7 separate regions of the Mus musculus genome follow, and regions 2, 3, 4, 5, 6 and 7 are each linked to region 1. The links are chromatin contacts, called in public HiChIP or PLAC-seq and promoter capture Hi-C maps. All regions are on one chromosome and are shown on one strand. Each heading gives the region's core, a stretch centred on a gene start, on an enhancer-like site or on the middle of the called end of the contact. The rest is flanking DNA. Distances are from core to core; before and after follow the strand shown. Region 1 holds the start of Ldlrap1 (low density lipoprotein receptor adaptor protein 1). Region 2 holds the start of Rps6ka1 (ribosomal protein S6 kinase polypeptide 1). Region 3 holds the start of 1700029M20Rik (RIKEN cDNA 1700029M20 gene). Region 4 holds the start of Hmgn2 (high mobility group nucleosomal binding domain 2). Region 5 holds the start of Lin28a (lin-28 homolog A (C. elegans)). Region 6 has its middle 5.8 kb from the start of Rcan3. Region 7 holds the start of Ubxn11 (UBX domain protein 11).

Region 1 (3,311 bases), core at 439-2,938:
CAAGAGACCTCATCACCAACCTGTAAAATAGACTAGCAACATCTTAACTGACACCTATCCCTGACCAGCCTCATTTAAACTCACTATCTGACACCTCATGACTGTGAACTTCTGATTTGTAGGCTTCCAACTCCCTAGTTCTGGGAGTACAGACACGAACCGCTACACCTGATTTGTTTAGTGCCGATACTGGAACCAAGAACTTAAAGTACCACGGGCTTCCTGCAAGCTAAGGCAAGCATCCTACCAAACACAACACACACATCCCCAGCCCCGCAGGAATTTTATCCCTATTTTCCAGGATAGGAAACAGAATCACTAAGAACAAGTGATCGGCCTTAAGGCTGGAGCTGGAAGGGAAACTTCTCACCATCCAAAATGTACCCTGATGCCCTAGATTCATCCCCTGCTTCCTGGCTCCCTCCCCTTCAGACCTCTTCCCCACCCACCCTTCTCTCTCTTGTCCCAGTAGAAAAACCACAGGGTTCGTCCACTGGAAGAGAAGGTCACACTCAGAAGCCCTGGTCACATCCCACGAATTTTTGAAGGGCTATTTTGGTAGTTAAGTGTGGAAGTCAGTACATGCCCTGCCCAAGGGGCCTCTGACCCCACCCCCGCCAGTAGGCACCAGCACGCGTTCCCGATGCCAGTCAGGGCTAGGAGGAGCCCACAACTGGAACACCACAGTGGGAATGAGGAGGGGCAGGGCGGGCTCCCGAGGCCCAGACACGCTGGCGCTCCAGGGACTAGGAAACTCGGGCTCCCCTGGTGGAGCCCGGCAAGGGAAGGTGCTGACGAGAAGCTGGGGGCGGGGAGGGGGTACTGTTAGTGGGAGAGGTGGGGGGCCCCAGGTAGGTGGCAGGTGAGGGTGTGCCGCGAGCCCGGGTACTTTGGCTTCACATCAGAAAGGGAAGGCCTGGGTGATCATCCCACGCGAATGAAAAGGGAGGAGGGACCTAAGCTAGGTTTCTCAGGCCTCGGGGGAGGGTGCCAGGTGACGGCTCTCCGAAAGTAACCCGAGAGGTGGCTGGGGGAGGCTCCTCTCCACCCTTCCAGACTCCCGGGAGAAATGGCAGCGAGTCTGAGTCTGCCTTTTGCCTAGGTGCCCAGGGACTCGGACCAGCCCCCAAGGAAAAGTACGGAGGAAAACAGGGTTTGTAAATAGCCTGGGCTCCAGCCTCGCCACCTGGACGCGTCCAGAGGGGAGGAAGCGGGACCCTGAATGGCACCCGGGCTGGGATCGCCCCTCGAGGCAGGGACCTGCGAAACTCCAGCGTCCAGAGGGGACCCTGTAGGTTGTGCTGGAGTGGGTAGAGAGGCTCTAGACGTCCCCTTCGCGCCACACCTGGGGACCCCGAGTTAAGCCTGATCCCTGTCGACCTGCCCCAGACGTGCAGCCGGACATGACCCCCGGCCCCGCCGCGCGGGGCGGGACGAAGCCACCCAGTCCACCTTGGCCCGGAGCTCGGCGGAGGCCCGACCCGGGGCGCATACACTCACTGCGGTGCCGGCCGCCCGCCCAGCTCTGCTTGGCCAGACTGGGGCTCCGGATTAGCGCGCGCCCCGCCGACTTGAGCGCGTCCATGGCCCGCTCCGGTTGTCGCCGCCGCCACTGACGCCGCTACCGCCGCCAAAACTCCTCCAGGAAAACTTTCCGCCGGGCCAGGCGGCGCGCGCCCGCTGCGCTCCTCCCCCGCCCTCCCCGCGACGTCTAGGGGCGGGGCCGGAGGGGCTACGCCCACCGCCACGCCCCTAGAGCGCAACCCCGCCCTTCCCGGACCTGGACCGGCTCCGAGGCTGCACGCGCGGTGTTCCTAAACTCAGAACCCACCAAGGCTCCCAGCCCAGCGCCTTTCCCCGTTCTCTAGCTACGGGATCCCATGGCCTTCTAGATAGCTCAGCTAAAAGGCACCTGGATACCGTTTCACCGATGGGAAGAGTGAAAGGTAGAACGATAAGGGTCTTGTTCAAAAATAAGAGAAAGAAAAAAACGATAGATGGGAAGGAGAGGGTCGAGTGGATAAAGGCACTTGCCGCCAAGCTTGACAATGATCCCGGAGACAACACGGTAGAAGAAGAGAATCAACTCCTGCAAATTGTCCTCTGACCTCCTGGCGCTAACAGTGGCACCTCCCCCATTGCTTACATACACAAAATAAATGTAAATAATTAAATAAATATGAGTGAGGGGCGCACCAAAGCAATGGGAGTCTTTGAACGAGGGAATGAAGGCCGCGAATTTTGCTGGGAAGGATCGGGAGTGTATTGGTAGATGCCCTTAGCAGCTTTCTTAGCTGTCCTCTGCCCCCACAGTCTCAGGGACATTGCAACCTTAGACGCAGACTCAGGCATGCTGTGTGACCCAGGCTGTCCTTCCCTGCTCTGAGTCATGATATCTGTCAAATGAAGCGTGATCCTATCTGTAGTGCACCCACCGGCCTGTCTGGGCAGGCCCTCGGTGTGTAGCCTTGCTCTAGCCTGTTTCCAAGGCAGCACCTGCTCCAGCCCCAGGAAGCTGGTAATTTAACTCTAGAGCCAGGAGCGATGGCTCAGACCGGTAATCATAGCGCTCATGGAGCTGAAGCAGGAGGATTCCTGCAAGTTCCAAGGCATCCTGGGGTATAGAGTGAAACTTTGTCTCAGAAAACCCAAATAACAAAGAATTCTAACTATTAAAAAAAAACCAAGAAAACAAAACAAAAAACCAAAAAACCCGCTAACCCTTGGTTCAGACTGTGCCCAAAGGAGTCTGGCGTTCACTACCTGGCTTCCAGAAGCTGGGCTTCAGCAGCGCAGCTGTGACCTCTGGCTAGTTTCAGAAGCCAGCAGATCTCTTCTGGCTGGGAGACACACATGCTGTGTGCTCTAGCTGCCCAAGGAGGCCTGGCTCACATTCCACTCTTTCTAAACCTCCTGTCTGTTCCAAGTGCTCCGCCTGAGTGGACAGTACAGCCAGCCATAGCCTCCTTTACAGCAGGAGACACGACATACCTGTGGTTCCCCAAGAGTCAGAGAGTGATGCCTCAGTGGGAATCCTAGTGGGGGGCATGGTCTGGCCATTATAAGTTTCAGCTGTAAAGGAGGCAAGAAGACCTTTCCCATGGAGCTGTCCTGTGTGACTGGAGTTAGAGGCGATAACTCCTGCCCCTGCCCTCAAAAATCCACCCACCTTCTCCAGGAAGCTCTCCTGGACCACTGTCTCTGGGTTAGATTTCTCCCCATGGGCTCCCATTGCTTTAAACTTGGAACATTATAATGCTGTCCCCCGTGATTCCCCCATGCATCAGAGACCATGACCTCAAGGACACAAC
Region 2 (3,311 bases), core at 483-2,982, 880 kb before region 1:
AAGTGCTGCCCTGGAGGAGGCCAGCACTCCTAGAACTCTACTCTCCGCGCTAGGGTAAAGCTGTGAGTCCCTAGGCTGAGTCCCTCCCTAGCCATACCGAGGTCAGGCCTCCCTTCCTCTGGAGGCCCAGGTGGCAGGGGCGTGCCCAAGCCAAGGAGTACACCTCTGAGCCTTCCCTGGGGCCTTGTGCCCCAGTCCTGGGGAGTGTGGGGGGAGCACCAGGGGCTGCAGAGAGCAGTGCTCCTCACCTAGGAGGGTGAGTCAGCCAGACAGCCTCTGAGCGCCTGTGTAGGGCCTGTAAAACCCCCGTGGCAAGGATCCCAGAACAATTTACTCCAAATTGCGCCTTCAGGTTGGTTACCTAATCCAGCCGCGCCCACCCTCCAATAGCCAGTGTAGCCCATCCCTTTAAAGGGGCAGCATGCCCTGAGTGCCTGGAGACTTGGGGATCTCACTGTGGATCCTCTCTCTGCCCGTGGTCCTGAGAGACAGGGCTCACAGTGACTGACCTGAGGTACCAAGCATAGGTAAAGGGGTTCAAGCCAGGAGAAAAAGCATCTAGGTTCTGGGATCAAGTGAGGTCTCCTGTACCCCAGCCTCCTGTACCCCAAAACAGCTCCAGTGAAGGAAGGCAGAGTTTCACCTGCCTCCTTCGCAGCAGGAGAGCAGGGAAAGTTTTAAAGTTGCTGGTTCAAAACTTGACCTTGATCCCAGGGTGACAGGACAGCACAGAAGTGGCCTCCTGCATGCTCAGGGTTGGACCACAAAGCCCTCAAAAAAGACAGGAGTTGCTTCTGGGAAAGGCTAGGTGGCAGAAGCCATACTGCCCAAGGGCTCAGCCTTTTTCTACAGGAAAGGAAGGAGGGAGAGAGGAAGACGGAGGCAGAGTCTCTTCTACAGAGACAGTCTTCACAAGATCTAAGGACTTTCCCCACTCTTCAGCATAATCTGAAGTAGGAAGACCCGGTGTCATTAGCTTTAGGGCAAAGGAAAGCAGGCTCCAACTCCAGAGGTGGTATCGTCCCACGTTCCATAACTGCCTGGGATTCAGCAGGGCTACCTTCCTAAGGTCAGAAGTGGAGGAACGAAGAGAGGTCTTGGGGAGAGGTTAAGGTGAGAAACCGGATTCCCATGATCCTTGTCTCTAGTAGAAGCCTAGACATCTGACCCAAGCCTTTCTCCCTTCTGCACTGATTGGGGCAACTCCCACAGCTACTAAAAGATGATAAGCGGGATGGGTCCTAGGTGTCAGATCTCAACACACCGTGGAGATTCCTCTCCTGGCTACTGCAGGGAGGTACTGAGAGCCCAGCAGAACCATCCCCTACACACGCACACCCGGAGCACAAGGGGGTGGAGCCGGACAGTGAGCTAGAGACCGGAGGGCACTCACGTCCCCGCGGGGCTGCAGAGACGCCGCGGGCCGCCCCCGCCCCGCCCCGGTGCGGATCCGGGCTGGCCGGCCGCCGCCGCCTGTCCCCCCAACCCCCGCCCCTCTCACTCACCTCCGGGTCCAGCGGCACCAGCTCCATGAGCGGCCAGGGCTCCTTGAGCTGGGCGAGCGGCATCGCGCCGCTGCCGGACCGCCCGCGCTCCTCCCGGCGGCCCCGGGCAGCGCTGCCTCTGGGCCACGGGGTCCCTGCTGCTACACCGAGACCCCCGCACGCCCCTGAGCCCCTCGCGCTCTGGATGGGCCGTCCGCCGCCGCCGCGGCACTCGCACTTCGGCTCGCTCCGTCACCCGGCGCCGCCGCGCCCATTGGCTACCTGCGCGGGGGCGGGGCCTGAGTAGCCCCGCCCAGTCCCCCCACGGCGCGGCATTCCCGGCGCGGACCCCCGCCCCCAACGCGCCGGGAGTCAGCCTTGCCTTCACGAGAGACCCCAGCCCACTGTCGGCCCTGCCCACCGGAGGCTCCGCGGGTTCCGTTTTCCCGGGCTTTGTGCCGCTTTGCAGACCTCGCTGGGGCCTCCGTTGTCCTGTCCTAGCAGCCTTTGGGATGTTAACCCAGATGTGCCTTCTCCCTCCAGGGGGAGGGGCTGCCACCCCACATTTACATGGGACGTCCTGGGCCTGATCCCGACTGAGGCGTGGAAGGAGCCTGGGCCTTGTGCCCTCTGGCTCTCAGCTCTCCAAGCCCTTAGGATCGCCCCCTTCCGAAAGCTTGTGCACATCACGGGAGCCCACACTTTGGGGTCTCCATGTGATCCCCGGGTCCCAAGCCAGCCAGCGCCAGGACCCACAGCGCCCCCAGGGTGATTTCCTAATACGCATTTTTTTTTCTCCTTCCTAGTCTGTTGTGCCCTATCACTTGAGGGCGCTGGTTTCAGGCCAGGTCCGCGCCTCTTCCGTGGCAGACCAGATTGTGGTCTGACTTGAGCAGGAGTCCCTGGAAAGAAGGCAAAATCCAGTTCTGGTGGGATCAGGATTCTCTCCAGTAAGATTTGGCCTGCTCTTAAGGAGATTTTAGGCCCCAGGTGTCGTGAGACTTACTCTCAGGTGAAAGACAAGCTGGCTCGTTTATTAAAAGCCTCCAGCGAAGACAGGCGTCATTGATAGGGAATTTATTTTTTGTTACGTTTCCTTGCTTGGTTATGGCCATGGAACCCAGGCTTTGCCGGCCAGGTCGTGTTGAGTATCTCCGACCTCCACCTTCAGGCAGCTTGTGATTTTTTTTTTGAGACTCCACCCCATCCTAGTAGACACCCTAAGCTATTTATCCGAAGTCACACAGCAGGTCAGGAGCACACTGGTGTTTAAAAGAGTGTGGGGTGGGTCCGTGGATGGACTCAATGGGTAAAAGAGCTTGCCTTCCCTGAGTCTGATCCCCAGGCCCCATGTGGTGGAAGAGAACCAACTCATAAGCAGTCCTTTGACCTCCACAAATGTGCACAGGGACAACCTTCCCCGATAAAGACATTTTAATGCAGTACATTTTTAAGTGGAGAGAAGTCACTCACGCCTCTAATCCTAGCAGTAGGGAGGCAGAGGCAGGAGGATCTCTGTTCAGGGCTAGCTTGGGCTACTTAGCCAATTCTAGGCCAGCCAGGGCTACACAGTAAGAACCTGTATCAAAACAAAACAAACAAACCCCCCAAACCCCAAAAACCCAACTAAGTAAATAAATAAATGAATAAATAGAAATAAATTTAATCCAGGAGATTCAGGCCAGAGGATTGTGACTTTGAGGCCAGTGTGGACTGCATAATAGAGATGTTGTCTAAAAATCAAAAATTAAATTAAATCAAAAAAGAAATAAAAACAGATGCTGTTTTCCCAGTAAGCATTTATAATCTCACTGCGGAGGCTACTGA
Region 3 (3,311 bases), core at 291-2,790, 860 kb after region 1:
ATAGAGCCGTGAAGAACAGAGCAGAACATTTGCTGATTTCATTCACTCTCATGCAAGAGCAGATTGGTGAGATGAGTTTAAACTCAAGTAGCTTATTAAAAGTGAGTTATTGATCTGGAGGGCAGTGTGGAATCCAGAGTCAGGTAACTTAGAAAAATCCATCCCCCCTTGAACTCAGTTTTCCAAACTGTCAAGCCCTTCCTTCCTTCCTTCTTTCCTTTCCTCTCTCCCTCTCTCCTTCCTTCCCTCCTTCCTAACTTCTCCTTCCTTCCCTCCTTTGGTGCTTCTCTTTCTCTCCCAATCTCCTTCCTTCCTTCCTTCCTTCTTTCCTTCCTAACTTCCTAATTTCCTTCCCTCCCTCCCCTTCTCCTTCCTTCTTTCCTTCTTTCCTTCTTTCCTTCTTTCCTTCTTTCCTTCTTTCCTTCTTTCCTTCTTTCCTTCCTTCCTTCCTTCCTTCCTTCCTTCCTTCCTTCCTTCGTGTGGTAGGCTTACATATGCAGTTGCACACAGTGTGTCTGTGTGGAGGCTAGAGGTCAACACTGGATGTCTTCCCCGATAGCCCTCTACCTTATTTAGTATTCATATTTTTGTTCGCTTGCTTGCTTGGGTTTTTGAGATGAGGTCTCACTGCGTAGCTCTGGTTCCTGAGTCTGTGATGTCCACTGCCACCCCACCAACCTCGAAGGCTGGGAGAACCCCACAGGTCTGTCAGGGGGAGCCCCCAGACTCCCACTGTTCTCTTAAATACTCCTCTGGGAGAACAGATGGTTTGTCCTGGCTTAAGCAGTGTCACTTGGGGAACCCACTCATGACATCAGGCAGCCGGGCAAGGAGACGTTAGGAAATGGTCTCACCAGTTCTTGCCTATCATGGCCTACCGTGTTAAGAAGATATGCCCTCTCTGCGGTTCTAGGCTTGCAATGAGCCAAGAGAACATACGTGAAATAGCCATCCACACCAGACCTGAATGTGAGGCTCAGTTAGACTTTTCTGGTGTTTGTTTGTTTGTTTGACACAGGGTCTTGGTATGTAGCTTAAGCTGGCCTTTGAATTTCCAATCTTCCTGCCTCAGGCTTCCTTTGGAATACAAACCCAAGTTCAAAACTGAGCTAGGGCATCCGTGCTTGTATGGCTGAGGAAGCCGCTTCGTCCTGCCTGGGCCCATGAGGTGAGAAGCCCGTGGTCCTGCCAGCACCAGTCCTTGCTAGGTTGTGCGAGGCTCAAAGCTTAAGAAACAGAAGAGAGCCAGTTGCGATCTTCTCTGGGGTAGGTGACCAGAGTCCGAGAGAGCTTCTAGTCCAACGACAAACCATTAAGGGCCTCAAGTGTGTGACTGGGTGTGAGGGTGGCTACGTGTGTCCCTTCCAACGCTCACAACGACCTAGGACTAGAAGTACTATTTTTGATAACTCTCAAAGCGATTTTGCTGCCCCCCTATGCCCCAGGAGCAGTAGTCCTTGCAAGGCTCTGATTGGCCCTCCTGTGACCACATGGCTTAGTGGCGAGCTCTCCTATTGGGCGGAGTCCACGCAGACCCGCCTCTCTTTAACACTTTAACCCAACCAGCTGAAGCAGCACATGTGGGTCACCTTGGAGACAGCCGACCTACCAATCTGAAAGAGACCGTTTTCCCTAACTTCCAGGACTGGGGGAGTTAACGGTTTGAGCGAACTCTCTCGCTGAAGTCCCACGGCTTCAGGGTCATTCGACTTGCAAATTGACTTGGCTCCTCTCTCACACCCATGTTTAGGGGGCTGTGGCCAGCATGGTGTTTTCCATAGCCCTGGAACGGAAATCAGGTTGGGCAGCGTGACCAACCGCTGAAGCACGGCAGGAGGAATGACTAGATAGGATTTAAGGATGGCTCCCGGGACCGCAGCATCAGAGGAACGTCAAGAACACACCTTAAGGGAGAGAAAGACCGTTGTGAGGTATGAACAAAGTAGATAGTTGTGCTGATCTGGAGCAGATAGGGCCACCCCGTGACCACCATCGAGTCTTAAAGGATACGACCCTCCCAAGACCTTTCCCAATGGGTGGAGGTGGGCATCATGGTCAGGAGCGCAGGGCTTGGAGTGTGCCCACGTGGTCGCAAATTCCCGTTCTTATGCTTCCAAGCTGCAGGGCTTCACCCTACCTGCCTCATGGGGCAGCTCAGAGCTCTGTGTCTATGAAGGGAGGTTATGTTTCCTTCTCCAGTGGACCTTCCCAGACCCTCAGGTGAGCTCCAGACTCCACAAGGACACCCCTGAATCGACGGACGTCTCTCCTTATTTCCTTGAGTGATCTGCATTTCTCTCAGAATTGTGAAGGGAGCAGATGGAACGGGTAAAAACCTACCCGGGCTTTCAAAGCCCTATTCAGTTCTCTGATACCCGAACCCTGAGGCACCAGCACACTTTCTTACCCAGATACCTGCTGGGGTAATAATGTTGTCAATATTGTGTTCCTGCCCTGTCTGCTGGCCCTGGCCTGGGCTGACCCTCTCCTCTCAAGATAGACCCATCCCTTTAGCGGTTCAGAAAAGAGAGGCTGATCACAGGTCCCCTGTCACTAGGAGGTAGCCAGCCCACCACCACAACACAAAGGTTTTCAGCCACTGAACTCCCAAGTGTTTCTCAACTCCAACTCTCTCCCCTAGGGCTCTCAGGAGCAAGCACCTATACTCTCTTGGCAACTTTCCTCGATGTCCAGTGTCCACGCACCTCCTAGCTTTGAGCATCGCTGTCTACTCGTCCTTGAGAGCGTCAGCAAGAAGGAAATTACTCTGCCATTTTCAACCACCCCTCATCCCAATCTTACCATACTTATCCTAGACTGGCTCTTCCAGGACCAGATCTGAGTCTGACTCACCTCTGTGTTCCCAAAATTGAGTACCGGCTGGTCCAAGAGTGGTTTCCTACCTATATCTGAAGAGTTGAGTATATGTGGGGCCCATCTCATTCACTGTGTTCTAGGCCCTAGGGTGTTTTTCATCCTAACAGGAAACTGATCTGGCCTAGGGTGTTGTCTGCAAGTCACCCATGGGCACCATTGCCTTCGCCAGGCCGCGGTTTCTTAATGTAGTACTGGAAGTTCATGTATTTTTCCCAAAAGGGTAGGCAAAGTTTTCAAGAGTTTGTGGGTTGTTTTCTGGGAGGGAGGATCAGCAACAGTCTCCATCAGAATTCAGCGGGGTTGTGAGAAGAGACCGGAGAAAGGGTACGGGGAGGAGAATAGTTCCCGGAAACATTTGCCCAGATCCCTGGGTCACACACCTGCTGTCCTCCTCCGTCCTCCTCCGGCATGGGAGGAGCCCTGAGCTCCAGGGG
Region 4 (3,311 bases), core at 523-3,022, 800 kb before region 1:
ATGCTTTTTTAAAGGTCAATTGTAGTTTTCTATAACTGCTGCCAAGGACACTAACAGGACAAGTTCTCAGGAACAAGGCTATCAATCAGAATAGCATAGGGCATCCACTAAAGGAGTCATCTCACGTTGAATTAGGCTAGGGTGGGGAAGGACAGTTCTCTGAAAATTCCTAGTCTAGAATTAGCACCGCGGTGTCTCAGGCTGGCTTACCTTCGCAGGGGCCTTTTTAGGTTTGGGCTCTGGCTTTGGAGGAGCAGGTTTCTTATTTTGGAAAAGTGGGGGAGGGAGAAGAGGAAACCATTAGTACCACAGACCCAAGAAACAACCCATCAAACCACAGCTTAGAAAACTAGTTCTCAGGATCACCTTTCTTTTACAATGTAAAAGCCATCTTTCACTTTAGTCTTAAGCATCAGAACGTGGGACAACAGCAAACACCTCTAGATGTGCAACAGCCACCATATATAATGCAACGGGATCACAGAGATCCGCCCCCAAGTGGTTCCCAGTATCAGGTAAAGATCAGGAAATAGACGCATACACTTACAGCAGACAACCTCGCAGATCTTCTCTGTGGCTATTAAAAAAGAAAGTAAGAGGAATAAGCACAGGTCTCCTCACTAGTCAGCTTCACATTAAAGAAAAGTTAATGAGACAATTCGTGGTCATTTACTACCACAGAACCTTGGTAGCTACTACGCAAGGCTTTGTGCGTTGCCCTCAATGGATAAGACTCACCTCGTCCTTCACCTTGGTTTTGTCTCCTTTAGCATCCCCTTCAGCCTACAAAATGATAAAAAGACCAAAACTTGTAACCTCGGAGGCAAATCTCAGAGAACCGGAACTTAACAGCAACCGTCAGACCCCATTCTAAAAACGCATACACCCAAGTTTTATATAAGAAGCCTTAACGGGGATAAGGCCCAACTAAAGTCCGAGACGCACGGAAGACCGGGCAGGCTGGCCGCAGAGCGCGGGAGAAGCTGGAGCCTGGCCCCACAGGCGCTCGGAGCCACCAGCGCCAGGCATTAACAGCTGCAGATTGTGCAAACAAACCTCTCCGGAGGCGGCGCCTGGCGCCGTTGCCATGGCAGCCGTCGAGGGCGGGAGCTCGGGGAAGCCGTGGGCGGGGGCGCGCGTCTCGTGCGCCCGGAACGTGGGCGGCCGGGGAGGGCGGAGCCACGCCGCGGGCCCGCCCCTCGCGGACGCAGTTTTGGCGGCAGCGCGCTCCCCCGCCCGCCCAGCCGAGCGCCGCCTTCCCGCCCTTTCGGGTTTGAATCGCCCGCTCGTTCGCTCGCTCGCCCGCGGGAGGAAGGGAGGAGGGGAGGGGGCTGCCGGTGGGGGAGGGGGCGCGGGCGGCCACAGGGAGCGGGATAAACAGCTGCCAACATGGCTCCTCCTGCTACCGCCACCGAGCCTCCAATATGGCTTCTGGCGCCCGCGGGCAGCGCGCCTCGCACGATTCGCCCCGCAGCCGGACTCGGGCTGGAACCTCGCGCCGCGCCCGACCTACCGCCGAGTCCCGAGCCCGAGGCTGGCGGTGGTCCCGGGGCGCCCGCGCGCTCGCGCCACGTACCTTTCTTTTGGGCATGGTGGCGGCAGGGGACGTCGGCGCTGAGCACGGGGATACAGCGGCGCGCGGGTTTGCTCCGTCCGGGGGTCGTCCTCGCTGCTTCCTCACACTGCTCGGGCTCCGGGGGGTTTATAAAGTTTTTATAGCGCTGGGAGCCCCGGACCGGTTAGAACCGGATTTCACCTCCCGTCGCCGCTCATTGGCCCAGTTGGGGTCACGTGGGCGGGGTTTAAACTCACCTCCTCTGGAGTGAGGAGGGGGTGCAGGGGGAGGGCGCTCGAGACGGCGGCGCGCCTTGGGGGAGGGGGCGCGCCTCGGAGTCGGAGGTAATAAATGAGGGGCGCGCGAGGCGGCAGGCTTGGGGTTCCGCTCCCGCCCAGACCTGGCTTTTGCAAACTACCAAGTTCCTTCCACCTTATGCAACCCTTCTACCCACTTCTCCAAGCCGTGCGACACTGGGCACATCTCGGCCGCTTTCCTTCCTGCTCCCGCCGGGGCCCCAGCAGAGGGGTTTGTGAGGCCTGGCCGCGCCGCCCAGCTCCAGAGGCGGCGGGAAGCGCGCCGGCCGCAGCCCCGGGGACCACGGGCTCCCGTGGGCTGAGAGCCGGGAGGCTAAGCTTGGCGCAGTCGGACGTGCATCCTTTTGAGTTGCCACCTTGGGGAGTCCCTCGGTGTGCTCACCTGGAAAGCAGTCCACGGGATGTGGAGGTGTGGGCTGGGAGGGGAGACTTTCCACACAGGGATGCCTTTCGGGTACAGCGGGGCAGGTAGGAGCTGTCCTTTCAGCACCTACTGCTGAGCCGCCTCCCCAACGTTAAACAGCCCCCCAACATCTGCCTGGTAGCTTCCTTAAATCCCCTCTGGCCCCTGTCACAGAATGGTGGAGAAAAGCCGGCGCCCCAGCCCGGGAGCACGCCCCTCCCACTCGGCTCTCTGGGTCTGGGCTGCAGCTACCCAGCTGCCCCCACTCAGCAGAGGCCATGGAACCTGGGCTTTGCAGATGCCACAGCTGGCTAAAGCCCGCCTCACACACCATCGAGCTGGCTTGCTCTCGGTTGCGTGAGGAAAAGGCGGTTGAAGGGAAGCGCCGGAAGATTAGGAAACAAGTAGATGAACAGGTGTGATGGCAGAGGGGCCCTTCCAGGCCACCCCCGCCCAAAGTCCGGCCTTCTAGAGCTAGCTGAGTGCACCCGATGGAGGGGGCCAACTGCAGCAGTAAAGCAAAACCTTCTCTCGTTTGCAGTTACCACACAAACCTTGTATCTCAAAAAGAAAATTTTAAATTCTTTTTGACATCCATAACACAACTGGCTAACATCTGCAATAGGGTGTTTGGTGCTCAGGCGGAAGGCACAAAATAGGTCCCATCTTAATTTCTGAGGCAAGGGTTGAAGCTAGTTTGTAATAGCCATGGCAGCAGAAAGCAGACATCTGCGAATTCAAATCAAGCATTTTTCAGCCTTTGCCTCTGGACAACAGTGGATCTGCCTCTCCTTTCCACGCCCACAGTGGCTCCCGAGGCAGCCATCCTCCACCCCACCCTGTGCACCTTTCCCAGAATACAGGTCCTGGGGCTGGAAGATACCAGCCCCATTAATCACCGCTACTGTACTCCAATCTTAAGAGAAAGTCAGCCAGGCCTCAACAGCCCTGCTTGCCCGGCAGATTCCGTTTGCTGCCTCCAGCCTCTCATTCCCGCCTTAATTGTAGGGCTCTGTATTATAGCCACATAATTCAT
Region 5 (3,311 bases), core at 420-2,919, 750 kb before region 1:
AAACCTGAAGGCTCTACTCTCTTCCTTGTTTAGGGTTAGGAATGTTAGGGACAGCAATCAATGGCTGTCTGGGGCCATAAATGCCAAGCTGAGGAGAATAGGGCCAGAGGCCAGTCTTCCTCTACCGCCTGCCCCCTCGACACTGAATTTCACTCCCTACTGTGTAGCCCTTCTTTAACTGCGAACTTGGGATTGCCACGGCCAAGGAATGAAGGCCTGGGATCTTAAGGTCTTCCTTCCTGGCAGAACCGGGTGGACAGCTAGAGGTGCCTGCCAGCCCTGATCTGTAGCCAGACCTCTAGGGGAGCTTTTCAGCTCACACGTTGATCCTTCCGGGACCTGCCAAACCTACACTGGCTACAGGACCTGGCTTTGGGTGGCCACCTGACTTGAGGTCTGCATTGAAACGGGAAGAACCTGACGTCGCAGGTTCACGCCCGTAGGTTGGGTAGCAAATGGCTCACACTCTCTCCTCCCTATGAATTAGACTCAGACCTTTAGAACTCAGGGCGCTAACGCCCGGCTCAGGCCCTGCATGTGCTTCCCTGGTCGGCCTGCTGGCCCTCCCCCACCGGCAAGCACAATACAACCTTAGTTTCTGCCACATGGGGTCACCTCCCTGCCCCCTGCTCCCTTCCCAGGGGAAAGAGGTAATAGACACGTGGTAAGCCGGAGGGGTTCCCGGAAGGGGGCGGGGAGGGGGTGCTGGTAGTCAGCAGTGCCTCCTCGCACAACTGCAGTTACTACAAACTCAAAACTGGGGTGTCCCGAAAAATATGGGGACGCACAATGAGGGGTATTTATCTCCTCCAATCCGACAGGAGGGGCCACCAGCCAAGGCCGTACCTCGGAACTCCCAGCCTTTTTCTTTTTTTTCCCCTAGCAAAGTTCCAGAATGAGTCTCACCTGGTGCACAAAGACGTCCACCGGGGGGTCGAGCGCGACCCCAGCGCGGGCGGTCATAGACAGGAAGCCGAACCCCATGCGCACGTTGAACCACTTACAGATGCCGGCCCCGTGCAGCAGCTGCGGCTCGTCTGCCGCTCGGGCCGCGTCAGGCGGCGCCTCCTCTGGCGCCTTCTCCGCTGCCTTGGCGCAGCCACCTGGAGATAGGGAGGGCCAGGTGATCAGCTGGGGGCCAAGGGATCGCAGGCCCTCTCAGGGACCCGTCTGGGAGATCTCGGTGGTCAGCCCGCGGATAGACACCCAGGAGGAGGCAGCTACCAAGCAGCTGGTAAGAAGAAACCTGTCCTGGCTGCCTCCCCAAGCTTACACAGAGGATGCTGACGCCCCAAAAGTTTTGCTTGTCTTCCCACAACAAGTTGCCCGTGCACACGCGGAGGGACAGGCCCCTCCTCTTCTCTCCCTCCGCCCCCACGGGCTCGGTGTACAAGCCACTGGAACACCAGGGTTCCCTAGTCCAGAGATGGCCCCCAGAAGCAGGAGGCCATAGGGACTTGGGGGTCCCGCGGACAAGTCCGTGGGACACTTTCCCACCTCCCTTCTATTTAGACATTGGGCTCCCTGCACCCTAAGGTGTGCCCGCTGAATCGCAAGCTCGAACCTGCAAACTGCTGGTTGGACACCGAGCCCATGGTCGTCTGCTGAGCCCGTGGCCCCGGGCCCCAGGTCGGGCGGCTGCTGGCCCCAGAGAAGTCCGGAGGCAAAGGGGTGGTTCGGAGAAGAGGCTGCTACATCTTCCCCCGCACAATAGCGGTGGGAGGGCCCACGGCTTTTCAAAGGCTCCCAAATTCTAAAAGACAATGACCCAACCCCCCGCGGGCAGCCCCCTCCCCTCCCCTCTCTCCTTACCCCTCCCTTTCCCTCTGGCTCTGGCTTCGGCCCTCCCCCACTGCTCTGGTCTCTGACACCTCTGGGGTGTCCCTTCCCAGAACCTTGAGATTTGACACCCCCTCCACATACACACATCTGGAGATGGGGATCTTTTGCACTGGAAGTCTTCAGTACCCCAGAATTTGGGATCCTGCACTTTGAGGACTCAATGCGGGCATCCAAAGCGGACACAGGTGGGGGGGAACGGGGGGGGGGTAGTTTTATAACCACGTGACCACACACACACACACACACACACACACACACACACACACACACACACACACACACCACCCCCACCCCCCGGGCAGATAATTATACATTCCAGAGAGTTGGGGGAGGGAGGTGTGAGCCTGGTGGCGCTGTCCAATCAGAAACACAAACCACCTGTCAAGGGAGAAATGGATGAGCCCTCCCCCTCCCCCAGCCCCTCAGCGCCCCTCCCCCTCTTTCCCCTCAGGCCTCAGAGCTGACCCGGCTGCTTGGCGCTGACCTGCTCTCACCCCCCACCTCCGTGTGCTTAGATAGACCTGGAGTTCTGGACATTAGGAAGCCGGGATAGGGGTGCAAGGAAGCGGCTGGAGACCCCACCGAGCTGATCTGTCTTAACCTAGGTGCTGCCTCTCAAACTCGGCCTGTCTCTGGGTGCTACTGGATGCCTCAATCTCCAAATTTCAACAACAGTTTCTCTGGGTTTGTCCCAGTGAGAAACAAGCTCCTAGTTGATTCTGTGCAAAGAGTCCTTCGCTCCCTCCTAAGCCTACACCTAAAGTTGCTTCCAGGTACAGCTCCCTGAGAGAGCATGTGGAAACCTCGAAGAATGCCCTCTGTGGTAGCTGTGTTCTCATCGGGCCCCTGCCTGCCGCGTCCCGTCCTGTCCCATCCGTTGGTGGAAGAGAATAGATTGGTGGGTGGAGGCACTTCCTCCAAGACCCGGGACACTCTAATTCCCAGACCCTCCTGTTCTCAGTCACCATCCTAAATTGAGCTACCCTTCGGGTAGTATGACTGGTGAAAAGACTGGATAGAGAGAGGCTTCTCATTTAAAGAGGTAAACTCCCTACTAGAAGATAAAGAGGGTGGACCAGAGGGGTGGCCACTGCCCTGGTCAGAGATGGACAATGGCCCGGGGCTCAGTGCACGGCCCTGGCCCTGCCCCTTCACTTCCGGTGCTCAGTTCAAACTGGACAATGCCAGCTCCGGTCAGTTCCCCTCCCCCACAGCTACAACCCATTTAAAGGGACAGAGCCTGCTTTCAGGGGCATCAGCTTATCCTGAATTCAGTCTTCTCCACAAGTGTGTAGAATCTCTTGTGGTTCACACGCTGCAGTTGTGCATACATACATACATGCACGCTCATAAGCAAGTGCGTATCTAAGACAGAAAAAAGATGATGGTGTAGAGAAATGGACGATGGAATAGGAGATGACTGTGAGGAATACTGTTGTTCTCTTTTCTACGAATGTTTGCATGCGCAT
Region 6 (3,311 bases), core at 266-2,765, 670 kb after region 1:
CTGAAGATGGCAATGGCATGTGGGATGTTGGCTTCAGAAGAGAAGGGGTTTAGAACAGGCACAGGACTGGTCCATTTGATGAGGAGGCCCCAGCTTCTATAACAGTACCTGGTGCTGGTAGACAATAAGGGCTCAATCACAGTGGAAAAAAAAAGGGGAAGGAGGAAGCTGCTGCTGCTACTGCTGCTACTGCTGCCACTGCTGGGGTGTGTGTGTGTGTGTGTGTATGTGTAAGAGAGAGTAAGAGAGAGAGAGAGAGAGAGAGAGAGAGAGAGAGAGAGAGAGCACTGAGAAAGGAAGCTGGAAGGCTGGGTGGAAGCTGGACTGCTTGAACTCTACAAATCAAAACTGCCCCAACCACACCACCTCCACCCTTTATCCCCCAACTACCTGCCTGTGCTACCTGCTTAAATTCATGATCCACTACATACTTTAGATAAAGCTCCTGAAATGAACCTGTCTCCCTGGTAACCTACCCTGTATCTACTTTTCCTGGGGACTCAGTTGTTTTCTCATGAGGAGCCCCAATGCGATCAGAGATTTATATATATTTATTTATATATATTTATATAAATATATTCACTTATTTATTTTGGTGTACATGTGTGTGCACATCCCATGGTGTGCAGCTCTATGAAGAGCAGACATTAACTTTCAGGAGTTGATGCTTTCCACACTGTAGGACCCGGGAATCGAACTCAGGTTGTCAAGCTTGGCAGCAGCCATTTTTACCCACTGAACTTATCTCACCTGTTTTAAGATTATTTATTTATTATATATAAGTACACTGTAGCTGTCTTCAGACACTCCAGAAGAGGGAGTCAGATCGCACCACAGATGGTTGTGAGCTACCATGTGGCTGCTGGGATTTGAACTCAGGACCTCTGGAAGAGCAGCTAGTGCTCTTAACCACTGAGCTATCTCTCCAGCCCATACCCAGTGGTTTCTTAATGGCACCACTTTAATGTTGGTTTGGAGATGCATTCTGTAGACTTGGGATATTTTAAATGTTCTTATTATCAAAATTAGACTTGGCCTTTATAGATAATTTGAAAGCAAATGATAATAAGAAAACTAAAGTCAACTGTAGAGCTAGCCATTCTTCAATATTTGGGTATATTTCCTCTTTATAATTAGACTTACTGTTGGAATTATTCAATTTGGACCTCCCCTCTATTTGCTTAATGCCAATCAGTACTTCCTTGTGTTCCAAATTTTATTTTAAAATATTTTAAAATGATGAGCTAAAACTTCACCCTGGGCAATTATTTAGCTAATTGGTAGATTCAGGGTTTCCTGAGAACTTCCATTTGTATAATTAAGCATTCGGTGACTGCCTTTTACATTATTGCATCCACGTTTGTTTCAGAGTTCCGGCAGAGGACAGCAGGACAAAGAGCGCGAACTTGCACAAACTTCTTAGGAAATGAAGGACCCATTGTAGGTGCCTATAGGGCCCGTCCCTCCCAGGGCCCGCCCCTCCCAGGGCCCGCCCCTCCCAGGGCCCGCATCCTCCGCGAGTGAGGCTTTCCAGTTCCTCTTCTACAGACAGAAAGCTAACAACAGCAGTGTCTGGATCATGGGGGGGATGGGTGAGCTGTCCCTAGCTGCTCCTCAGGGGAAACCGCCCAAGTTTACTGAGTGATTACAGCGGCGTGACTGAGTACAACAAACTGCATTTGTTCAAAGGTTTCCCTCCGTGGTTTCCCTGTTGAAATCTTTTGTTTTGTTCTGTTTTGCTTCTTTTATTTTGTTTTTCAAGACAGGGTTTCTCTGTATAACCTTGGCCATCCTGGAACTTGCACTGTAGGCCAGGCTGGACTCAGAGGTCCATCTGCCTCTGCTTCCTGAGTGCTGGGATTAAAGGTGTGGGTCACCACTGTCCAGTTGTTGAAATCTCTTTAAGTACATGTTTTGTATTTTGCTGTATCTACTTTGAGATATTTTTTCACTTACTAAGTCTAATTAATAGTGACTGTAGTGATGTCCATTTTAAAAAAAAGACATGAGTGTTTGTCTTAGTGTTCTATTGCTGTGAAGAGAATCCATGACCACAACAACTCTTACAAAGGAAAACATTAACTTGAGACTGGCTTACAGTTCCAGCGGTTAATCCATTATCTTCATGGCAGGAACATATCGGCATGCAGGCTGACATGGTGCTGGAGAGATAGCCGGGAGTTCGGCAGGCAGCAGGAAGAGAGAGACACTGGACTGGTTTGAGCGTCTGAAACCTCACTCTGGGTGACACATTTCTTCCAACGAGGCCACACTTCCTATTAGTATGACTCCCCGGTGAATAAGCATTCAAATCTGCGAGCCTCTGGGGGCCATTCTTATTCAAACCACCACAGTATGTATGTGTATATGAACACACACACACACACACACACACACACACACACACACACACACACACACACACACACAAAATGTGCATGCAGTACCTATGGAGGCCAGAAGAGGGCATCAGATACTCTAGAACTGGAATTACAGATAATGGCTGCCGTGTGGGTGCTAGAACCCCTCTGGGTTCCCTGTAAGAGCAGCAGGTGCTCCTAACTGTGGGGCCATCTCTCCAGCCAACTTTTCCTTTTTGTTAAGGTAGCACTCCAGGCTGACCTTGAACTTGCAGTCTCCCTGCCCCAGCTCCCCAGTGCTGAGATTACAAGTGTGCATTAAGATGCAAAGCTTTCTTTTCTTTTCTTTTTGTCTTTTTTTGTTTTTTGTTTTTGTTTCTGTTTGGTTTTTTCAAGACAGGGTTTCTCTGTGTAGCCCTGGCTGTCCTGGAACTCACTTTGTAGACCAGGCTGGCCTCCAACTCAGAAATCCGCCTGCCTCTACCCCCCTACCCCCACCCCAGTGCTGGGATTAAAGGTGCACACCACCACTGCCTATTTTCTATGGTTCTACATTCTCTCTCTCTCTCTCTGTATACAACTTGAGTCAGTTTCTCTCTCTTTCTCTCTCTCTCTCTCTCTCTCTCTCTGTATACAACTTGAGTCAGTTTTCTCTTTCTACCACATGAGTCCCAGGAATTGAACTTAGGTATCAGGCTTAGTGACAAGGCCCCTGGCCCTCTGAGCCATCCTGTCAGCCTGTGACACTCAAAATTTTGTTTTATGTTCTGTTGGAACACACTGTGTCGTTTAGACTGGCCTCAAACTAAGGTAATCCTCCTGCCTCTGGCTCCAGAGTGCTGAATTACAAGTGTGAGTTATTACACCTCATTTTTCTAATTATTTTTCACCCGTGGCTTTAAAAAAATCATGCTGGAAAGACAGCTGAGCCGGTCAAGGTCCTGGCTGCAC
Region 7 (3,311 bases), core at 521-3,020, 670 kb before region 1:
GGAGACCCCAGAAAGTTTTCCAGGGTCTCTAAGATGGTACATTGAGTGACAAGGGCTGAGAAAGTAACCCTGAGGAGAGTTTAGCGGTGGTTCTCAACCTTCCTAAGGCTGTGACCCTTTAATCTGGTTCCTCTTGTCGTAGTGAGCTCCAACCGTAAATTTATTCCATTGCTACTTCATAACTGTATTTTTGCTACTATCTAATATGCAGGATATCAGGTATGGGGCCCCAAACTGGGTCACAAGCCACAGGTTGAGACCTCTGGATTAGAGTCTTCATGTTTTTCTTCTTCCTTTTTTTTTTTTTTTTTTCCAGACAGGGTTTCTCTGTGTAGCCCTGGCTGCCCTGGAACTCACTCTGTAGACCAGGCTGGCCTCGAACTCAGAAATCCACCTGCCTCTGCCTCCCAAGTGCTGGGATTAAAGGCATGTGCCACCATGCCCGGCTCTATGTTTTTCTTTTTCTTTGTGTTTTTTTAAAGACAGGGTTTCTCTGTGTATCCCTGGCTGGCCTGGAACTCACTCTGTAGACCAGGCTGGCCTCGAACTCAGAAATCCACCTGCCTCTGCCTCCCAAGTGCTGGGATTAAAGGCATGTGCCACCATGCCCGGCTCTATGTTTTTCTTTTTCTTTGTGTTTTTTTTAAGACAGGGTTTCTCTGTGTATCCCTGGCTGGCCTGGAACTCACTCTGTAGACCAGGCTGGCCTCAAACTCAGAAATCTGCCTGCCTCTGCCTCCCAAGTGCTGGGATTAAAGGCGGGAGCCACCACACCTGACCTGGTTTTGTTTTTCTAAACAGGGTTTCTTTCTGTAGCCTTGGCTGTCCTGGGGCTCACTCTGTAGACCAGGCTGGCTTCGAATTCAGAGATCCTCTTGCCTCTGTCTCCTGCTGGGATTAGAGACAAGTGCCACCACCACCTGGCAAGAAATATTTTGAAAACATCTATAGAGGTGTTTGATAAGTACTTTGCATTACCCTCCTAATGGCCAATCCCAGCAACCTTGTCAGGTAGGCCGTATTTTCATTTTACAAGCGAAGAAAAGGAGATGTGAATGTGCTCAAAGTTACCCTGTCTGTACAGGTGAGGACCCAGTGCAGTCCTAACTAAAGTATCTCTAGTACTTTGGTGCTATTAGGATAATTTTAGTTTTCAGTTAATATCTATTTGGTCACTTATTTCGTGTTGCATCTGGACAGTGCTCCTGCAGAAATCGGAAGACAGATCCAGGAGCCGTTTTCTCCTGCCATGTGTGACCTGATCGAACTTGGTCTTCAGCTTGGTAGTAAGACCAAGACTTAGTACCCGTTGAGCCATCTAGCTATGAGGCTGAGGGAGGGGAAATTACTCGTCATACTGGAAGTGAAGGGTCACCCAATTATTCTACTTAGGAACTAGAATTAGAACTTTCCTGCAGTGCATCATCTAGTCCATAAATTAGAGGGGGGAAATGAGATTTAAATATTTATTAAGTCACCTGCATCATTTCCATTCATCTTTGCATGATCAGGTGGGAAAACAAAGGAAACATGATTTCTTCAAGATCAAATAGCACAATATTGACAACGTCGGGTTCAACATCTTCAGGTCTAGAGGCTTCTAGGGACCAATCTCTTGAACTCAAGACCCGGCCTCAAGAACGCCCTCTGACCTCTTAGAGCGGTGCATTCTGGGATTTGAAGTCTCACGTGCAACCCTATGCCCGTCTTCACTGCCCTCTGGTTCGTTAGAGAGCCTCTCGGAATTAGCCAATGAGAAGTGCTCGGGTCCTGGTCGCCTGGGAAACCCCGAGACAACAAGATGGCGGCGCCGCGGGACGGCTCGCTGGCCCCGTGGTGAGTGCCATCTCCGGGCCTTTCTGCCCCGCTAAGTCTTCCCGCAGGCCGCGGCCCTCGTCCTGACTCCGAGGGTCGGCGACATGCATGACTTGGCTCAGGAGGGAAGTGGGGACCATACTCACCGTGTCCGCGCGTGGAGGCGGGACAGGCGGCGGAATCCTGGGGCGGGCTTTGGGCGCACTAACCTTCTTAGTGCCAACGTGCCCAGCAAAGGATTAGGAGGATGTCGCGCAGCTATCAGGCTGTCGCCTGGTGTGTCGAGTGATAACTGCCTAGGGCAGCACTCAGTTTGGTCCTTCAGATGAAGAAACAAAGGACACGTTTGTAACCCTCACCGGAGGCGACAACCGTATCTTTACAGACTTAATGGGTTGTGACATAGGCCTGCACTCTATGTAGGGGCCGAGGAGAGAGGACTGGAGTACGAAGCCTATCTGGCTACATTGCGAGTCCCAGGCCAACCAGGGTAAATCAGCGAAACTTTACCTTAAATTAAAAAAAGTAAAATAAAACAAAGCCAGGAGTGGTGGCTCACACCTTTAATCCCAGCAAAGTTTGAGGCCAGCCTGGTTTAACAGAGTGAGACTCTTGTCTCAAAAACAAAAAACAAATAACTAAACAAAATAGAAGCTGGGCCTGGTGGTCTGCAGACGTGTAAAGCTACTCAGGAGGCTGAAACAGGCGGAGCACATGTTCAAAGTCAGCCTGGACTTTAGAGCCAGTTCAAGGCCAGTGGGGGCAAAGACCTTTATATATATTATATATTTATTATTATCATTTCATACATATATGTGTCTGCATGTGTGTATGTGTACCACATGCATGTCTGGTGTCAAAGGAGGCCAGAGGAAGGCATCACCGTCCCTGGAACTGGAGTTACAAGAGGTTCTGTTCTGAGCTGCGATGCAGTTACTGGGAACCAAACCGAGGTTCTTCAAGAGCAGCAATTGCTCTTAACCTCTGAGCCATTTTCAAGCTTAAGACTTTATTTCAAGCTGGGCATGGTCGCGCACGCCTTTAATCCCAGCACTTGGGAGGCAGAGGCAGGCGGATTTCTGAGTTCCAGGCCAGCCTGGTCTACAGAGTGAGTTCCAGGGCAGCCAGGGCTATACAGAGAAACCCTGTCTCGCTGGTTGAGGCCAGCCTGGGCTACACATTTTGGGCTGGTGAGATGGCTCAGTGGGTAAGAGCACCCGACTGCTCTTCCGAAGGTCAGGAGTTCAAATCCCAGCAACCACATGGTGGCTTACAACCATCCATACGAGATCTGACTCCCTCTTCTGGAGTGTCTGAAGACAGCTACAGTGTACTTACATATAATAAATAAATAAATCTTTAAAAAAAAAAGAAAAGAAAAACTAAAAATAAATTTAAGGGGCTGGAGCGATGGCTCACCAGTTAAGAGCACCGACTGCTCTTCCAGAGATCCTGAGTTCATTTCCCAGCAACCACGTGGTGGCTCACAACTATCT

What was found. Promoter capture Hi-C pulls out the DNA fragments that hold promoters and counts their contacts. HiChIP or PLAC-seq counts read pairs in DNA pulled down with a chosen protein or histone mark.
Region 2: an H3K27ac HiChIP or PLAC-seq map of microglia shows a contact between it and region 1, with 4 times the contacts expected there. The contact joins the promoter of Rps6ka1 here to the promoter of Ldlrap1 in region 1.
Region 3: a promoter capture Hi-C map of stem cell-derived epiblast-like cells shows a contact between it and region 1, with 3 times the contacts expected there. The contact joins the promoter of 1700029M20Rik here to the promoter of Ldlrap1 in region 1. A contact is called at or near these places in 2 of 39 promoter capture datasets (hippocampal neurons and stem cell-derived epiblast-like cells).
Region 4: a contact with region 1 is called in a promoter capture Hi-C map of liver, with 2.1 times the contacts expected there. The contact joins the promoter of Hmgn2 here to the promoter of Ldlrap1 in region 1. A contact is called at or near these places in 1 of 39 promoter capture datasets (liver) and 1 of 115 datasets of contacts at active chromatin or transcription factors (memory CD8 T cells).
Region 5: an H3K4me3 HiChIP or PLAC-seq map of embryonic stem cells shows a contact between it and region 1, with 9 read pairs. The contact joins the promoter of Lin28a here to the promoter of Ldlrap1 in region 1. A contact is called at or near these places in 2 of 39 promoter capture datasets (cranial neural crest and liver), 1 of 484 Hi-C or Micro-C datasets (B cells), 1 of 115 datasets of contacts at active chromatin or transcription factors (embryonic stem cells) and 1 of 9 other capture datasets (pancreatic islet).
Region 6: a promoter capture Hi-C map of liver shows a contact between it and region 1, with 2.2 times the contacts expected there. The contact joins the enhancer-like site here to the promoter of Ldlrap1 in region 1. A contact is called at or near these places in 2 of 39 promoter capture datasets (the C10 cell line and liver) and 2 of 115 datasets of contacts at active chromatin or transcription factors (astrocytes and memory CD8 T cells).
Region 7: a promoter capture Hi-C map of the HPC-7 cell line shows a contact between it and region 1. The contact joins the promoter of Ubxn11 here to the promoter of Ldlrap1 in region 1. A contact is called at or near these places in 1 of 39 promoter capture datasets (the HPC-7 cell line) and 1 of 115 datasets of contacts at active chromatin or transcription factors (memory CD8 T cells).

Annotation. Positions count from the first base shown.
Region 1 is chr4:134,766,316-134,769,626 of GRCm38.p6, forward strand. It overlaps Ldlrap1 (low density lipoprotein receptor adaptor protein 1), which reads right to left and starts at 1,689. Exons shown (of 9, transcript NM_145554.2): 1 at 1,501-1,689. The coding sequence starts at 1,585.
Region 2 is chr4:133,886,065-133,889,375 of GRCm38.p6, forward strand. It overlaps Rps6ka1 (ribosomal protein S6 kinase polypeptide 1), which reads right to left and starts at 1,733. Exons shown (of 22, transcript NM_009097.5): 1 at 1,506-1,733. The coding sequence starts at 1,568.
Region 3 is chr4:135,625,115-135,628,425 of GRCm38.p6, forward strand. It overlaps 1700029M20Rik (RIKEN cDNA 1700029M20 gene), which reads left to right and starts at 1,541. Exons shown (of 2, transcript NR_027909.1): 1 at 1,541-1,931; 2 at 2,642-3,311.
Region 4 is chr4:133,966,219-133,969,529 of GRCm38.p6, forward strand. It overlaps Hmgn2 (high mobility group nucleosomal binding domain 2), which reads right to left and starts at 1,773. Exons shown (of 6, transcript NM_016957.3): 1 at 1,577-1,773; 2 at 739-783; 3 at 548-577; 4 at 211-261. The coding sequence starts at 1,591. Dhdds (dehydrodolichyl diphosphate synthase) reads right to left here. Exons shown (of 9, transcript NM_001362959.1): 9 at 2,810-3,311.
Region 5 is chr4:134,017,147-134,020,457 of GRCm38.p6, forward strand. Lin28a (lin-28 homolog A (C. elegans)) reads right to left here and starts at 1,670. Exons shown (of 4, transcript NM_145833.1): 1 at 1,565-1,670; 2 at 907-1,103. The coding sequence starts at 1,595.
Region 6 is chr4:135,437,901-135,441,211 of GRCm38.p6, forward strand. No RefSeq gene overlaps it. Among named protein-coding and RNA genes, the nearest start is that of Rcan3, 5.8 kb to the left of the region's middle. Within about 2 kb of position 1,516, at least 248 of the 459 cell types and tissues checked have an H3K27ac peak or open chromatin away from gene starts, as enhancers often do. A contact at or near this core is called in liver and memory CD8 T cells, where this site is marked.
Region 7 is chr4:134,100,813-134,104,123 of GRCm38.p6, forward strand. Ubxn11 (UBX domain protein 11) reads left to right here and starts at 1,771. Exons shown (of 15, transcript NM_026257.3): 1 at 1,771-1,836.